2 separate regions of the Gossypium hirsutum genome follow, and region 2 is linked to region 1. Evidence: chromatin contacts called from public Hi-C data. All regions are on one chromosome and are shown on one strand. Each heading gives the region's core, a stretch centred on a gene start, on an enhancer-like site or on the middle of the called end of the contact. The rest is flanking DNA. Distances are from core to core; before and after follow the strand shown.

Evidence for each region. Hi-C and Micro-C count contacts between places; a contact is called where the count stands out from the background.
Region 2: a Hi-C map of leaf shows a contact between it and region 1, with 2.9 times the contacts expected there. The contact joins the enhancer-like site here to the promoter of LOC107955651 in region 1. A contact is called at or near these places in 2 of 34 Hi-C or Micro-C datasets (both in leaf).

Annotation. Positions count from the first base shown.
Region 1 is chrA07:87,165,584-87,168,283 of Gossypium_hirsutum_v2.1, reverse strand. It overlaps LOC107955651, which reads left to right and starts at 1,372. Exons shown (of 3, transcript XM_016891454.2): 1 at 1,372-1,719; 2 at 2,366-2,700. The coding sequence starts at 1,537.
Region 2 is chrA07:87,319,437-87,322,288 of Gossypium_hirsutum_v2.1, reverse strand. No RefSeq gene overlaps it. Among protein-coding and RNA genes, the nearest start is that of LOC121204243, 31 kb to the right of the region's middle. Within about 2 kb of position 1,323, at least 9 of the 9 cell types and tissues checked have an H3K27ac peak or open chromatin away from gene starts, as enhancers often do. A contact at or near this core is called in leaf, where this site is marked.

The sequences.
Region 1 (2,700 bases), core at 123-2,622:
GAACTCATCTTCAATACTGTAGAGTTATGTTCACTTACAAATTTAAAAATTGCAACCTCAGATACATCTAATCATAATGAGATTTAAATACATTTATCACATTTCGATAGTCATATTTCTCTTAAATTAATCCACAATTCAAGTGTCTTTCACAATCAAACCCCATCTTTTTCTATCCTTTTCAAAATTGAAAAGACAGATATCCAAGCATCATATATAATATAATTCAATAACAAAATCTTTCCATACCAAAATAGGTATATATTCATAGCAAGCATGATTCATACAAAATATAATTTTTTTCGTCATTCTTAAAAATATAAAATTAAAAAAAGTTAATCAGATAAACCATAATCAATTATGAATTAAAATTAAAATAAATCTAGACATAAAATATTTTTAAAGAAAACTTCCTGTAAATCCATGCATATGGTGTCTATGCCTAGAAGAATAGATCTAATCTTTAATCGTTGAATGGTAACAAATTGTACAGATACAAATAAATTTCTTGGTGCATATTTTTCAAAATGACGTGATAGCCTAGTGATTAAAGGCAAGGATGGTTATTAATGGTCTCGAGTTTGAATCCTTATCTTTTCTAGTTTTCCCTTCTCTTTCTTTTCTCTGAACTTGATAGGCTTTATAAATTTCTTGACGTAAATTAACAATGGTATTTGGGTAGTTGAGTGGTTAAAAGATTATGAGAATTAAGTTTTTGTCATTTTAGGAACAGAAAGTTTTATTTTATCCCCTATAGATGCTAAGTTTCAAGTGGTGGCTAATTGAAAAAGGAATTCTTATTGCATAGACAAGATTGTGATTTGGAAATTTACATGGTGGTCGAATGATTAAGGAGCTTGGAAAAAAATTGAGGGTTCGAGGTACGAGTACAAAGCTCATGTTGTGTTTGGAAATTCTTTTTCTCTTTTTCAAAATTGGGAAAAAATTAGGAGAAATGAGAAAAAAATTTAGAAAAGAAACTAAGAGGGGATCATATTGATAACTTGTTATGAAATAAATAATAACTAAGGTAAGCAACCAAAGAAATAGAAGAACAAAGAGGACTATGAACTTTATTGATTAATAAGGATGATTACAATGTTTCTACATTTATAAACATACAAAATATAAGTTATATAAAATTCTATTCCTAACGAACAATTAGAATTCTAATATATATCAAACTTCTTATCTCAATAAACATATATTTCTATAATAATAAAATATTTATAACAAAATTAATTTAATTTGAGTAAGTAATTTTAAGTTAAATAGGGAGTTTTTAAATTGGGATTATTAGATTTGGTAGGTGTAAACCCGGCCCATTTATTGGGTAGAAAGGCCCAGACCTTTCTCGAACTTATATGGAAAGCAAAAATTAAAACAGTTCTTTGCTTCCCGAAATCTTGACCAACTCTACAACTCCTTCCTTTTATATTTTCATTAAACATCACAAATTTCAAACAATCTTAAACAGCAAGAAAAAATATATCCCAAACCAACTTTTCGAAGAAATTAAGAGAATTTTTTGAAGTTATGGATTTTGAGCTAAGGAGAGCCAGAGAGAAGCTTGACAAAGAGCAGAGGGAAAGGAAGGAAAGGGCCAAGCTGAAATTAGATAGAGAGAGGAAAGCAAAAGAAGAGGCTAAGAAACAACGAGATGCCATTGAAGCTGCTCAAAGATCTAGAAGGCTTGATGCCATTGAAGCTCAGCTCAAGGTACTACTATCCCCCCCCCATCTTTTTATTGGTTTTTTGAAATATATGTTTGTCGATCTTTCTATTGAATTTGAATATAATAATCCGGAAATTAACTTTCATTGTCATTGTTAGGCGGTTAGATGGGAACTATTTTATGGGGAAATTATTGAATTTTTCATTGGTTAGGTTTATTGAGATCATATACGTTGTGTCGATTCGCATCAAAATTTCGATACGGCAAACGATGCTTTACTTGAAATAGCTAAAAACATGGATGTGTATTGCAACTGAATATGTGTTGGGTTTTGAAAAAAATATGAAAGCCCACAACAATTTGGCTAACACAATAGTAAGAGGTAATCTTGATTGTTCTAGAATCAGGGTTTAGCTCACTTTGTTTTTGCAACCACCTTTAAAAGGTGACGTCCAATTTGTTTGAGTTCAATTCCAGTGTTTACAACCCTTTTTCCTATTATCTGTAAGTTTTAATTACTGAACATACCTTGAGTTAATTATTCTATTTGGATATTTCAATCTACCATGGTTTATGTATGAACTCTTATGATTGCTTGATGCCTGCGTATATGCTTTAATTATTTTGTATTGACATTTTTTGGTACATTTAGTAGTGGGCGCTTCTAATATTTTTATTTGTCTTGCTCAGGCTGAACAGCAAATGGGAGAAAGTTTACTCGCGGGAAGAGGAGTAGTGTTTTATAAAATCTTAGAAGCTGTACCTTTTCAGGGTAGTGGAGATAAGATCAAATTGCCACCATCCTGTTTCACAGAATTGTCTGATCAAGGTGCATTTGACAAGGGACCGATGTACTTTCAGTTGTCGCTGGTTCATCAAGAGGGTTCTTCTGCTACTAAGGATGATGAAAAGGGAAATAATAGGACCACTCATTCAGGTGTTTTGGAATTCACTGCAGATGAAGGTTCTGTTGCAATTCCTCCCCATGTATGGAGTAATTTGTTCCCTGTGGATGCTCCAAATAT
Region 2 (2,852 bases), core at 74-2,573, 150 kb before region 1:
GTGGCCCTCTAAACCCTAAATCATGTAGCTCAACAAAGTCAACAAAATCACCAAAATGTGGGCATTGCCTACCCTTAGTGAGACCTCCAGATTTCTCAGATGAGGTAAGGATCACGTTGAAACCACAAATAGCCATCCAAGAAATTTGCCCAAGCAGATTTTTAGTCCTCAAATCATTCCAAAGAAAATGGCGCGCTTGCCTGTTGGGGCTACCATAGATAAAAGAAATAATGATAGGATGCAGAAGGCATCTGCCAAACCCAAGCCAAAATAAATTGTGGATGACTACGAACCACCTCAAAACGAACAGAATCTTTCCATTTTAGCCAAATACCCCCAGAAAAGCCGATCGCCTTCACACGATGGGAAAACTGGAACCCAAACTTTGTAATAATTTTGTTAGCCTTGGCTCCACTTACTCTTGGTTTAAGAAGACTAACAATAGCCGGTTTTTAATTCCATATAATATTCCCAAAAAAATTCTAGGAAATTTAACATTAGCACAGCCCTGACAGTTCCACGAAAAGACGGTAATATTCATTAAAAAATAATAATAAAGAAAAGAGACCAAACCTAAATTTCAAGGCCGTTATTGCCCTCTAAATTAGAACCAACTCCATCTAGCTCAGCACTCAAACTCTTGCTGAGAATTTGAGAAGATAAAAGCTACGCCATCGCCTCCATAGACTCTGCTAGAGGAATGCGCATGTTCCCAGAAGTTTTGAACCGATTCCCTTTACCTCGTAGAGAAAAAGAGGTCTTACGGTTGCTTCGACTACCATCGCTTCTTCTGTCTTTAGAATTGTTTAAAATAAGACTTGAGACCAATTCTAGCAACTCCATAGACCCCAAATCCAATTTAACCTGTTGTTTAGAAAGAATCTTTTTTTAAAAAAAATAACAGCAGAATGCTTACATGGATCAAGAGTATTATCAGATATAGGAACAATAAAGCTTTCGGACTCATCAAACACGGGATTATAATGTGCTTTAATTTTTTCCAAGTCTTCGGCATCAATATTGGTTTGATTTTTAGAAGCCAAGGGACCTTGAGCACCTACTACATCGAAATGGGTATCATTTTGTGAATCTACACAATTCAAAACTGCTGAAACAACGTTAGAAAAATTTGAAATGTGTAATTTATCCGAAGATTCCTCATTATTATTATCCAAATCGTCCAAACCCATAGGCCTTTTCCCCAAAGATTTATTCAAAATATCTTTGGACATTTGGCCCATTCCTTCTAAATTCTCACTACCCAAACCTTTCTTCATATTAGACCTATTAGGTAAGCCCATCCCTTTATTAACCCTATGACCAGCCTTGTCAAGAGAAACCCCCTCAATATTTTTACTAACACTAGGTTTAAAACCCTTTAGATTAGCAGCCACCTTCCTATTTTCATTTTCCCTTAAAAATCCTCCATCAACCGATCCCCCTTCACCAATAAAATCCTCCTCCCCCATCAACACCGAGAATCTAATCCCTAACGGTTGCTTTGACTGTTTCTCCATAACCTCCATCAAGAAATCTCTCTTCCCTCGTCGTGAATATCTCTTTTCCACCAACATCCATGGCCCAAACTCCGGCTCTTTCTCCTTGCTTCTAGAAACCATTGAATCGTCGTCCGATTTGCCTCCATTTGAACTGCCCACCCCGCACGACGATTCTCTATGAGGCACCACTAGATTTTGTTCTATTACAGCCATTGTGCACATTTCTTTAACGTGCCCATACTTACCACAAGCGAAGCAAACGGTCGGAAGGGCCTCGTATTCAACGCGTTGGATGGCTCCATCAGCAATAACCTGTGAAATTAAAGGTTTTTCCAAGTTAATATAAACGGCCAATCGAGCAAATCTCCCTCTGGTTTGGTTGTCAGTCTGAACATCAAGTTTGACCATCTTCCTGATGAGGCCCCTAATGGCTTCTATTATTTTCCGTTTATAAAGGTGTCCCAGAAGATTCGACAAACGTATCCAGGCCAGCACCATGCTAGGGTAAGGTTGTGAGGGACTAAAATGTTTAGTCCACGGATGGACAGTCAGGTACTGGTCATAGACAATCTAAGGGCCTTGCCACAATACTCTATTATAATCCTCAATAGCCTGAAATTTAACCAAAAAATATTTGTTAGTAGTGTCCATTATTCAAATAGAATTCACTGGTTTCCAAAGAGAAAGAATGCGATTATGTAGGGCATTATAACTAATGTTACGCCCTAGAAGTTTAACGATGACCGTCAATTTCATTTCTCTGAAAAGAATGTTCTTTATACGATCTGAAAAAGTGATAGTCGGGACACCATCAATAGTGGTTGTATTCACATCTCCTTCAAGCAACTCAAAATCATTTTCGTTCCTCTCAATAGGAACAGTATGATCCAGGCTAGAATCAATAGTAAAACCCCCCAAAAGTTTGTCTTTCCATGACAAAATCGGTTTTGGGTCCGGATCCCCATCCATAATGATGTCTTCTTCAACTAGATTATCTTTAAATCTCACTTTTTTAGTATTACGATCACTTTCAAGATGAGGACTACCACCCCATTGTTGCCAGAAAGTTGCAAGTTAGAGAGCATTTTTTTAGCTTCCAGATATATATGTCTGCAATTATTAATTTCATAGGATTGGAGAGAATTCATTGCAAATAATTCTGTACACATTTTAATACTACTGATTAAGGTGATTTTCATTTATTAGCACATAGTTGCTCATTAAAATGAGCTTTCACATATACCATTATTAATCCCAACTTAGTATATAAAAACATTTCCATCAATAATTGCATATGTTATCCATATTTCATACCGAAATTAAGTTTCCTTTCTTATTAAGTCAAAGGCCTCT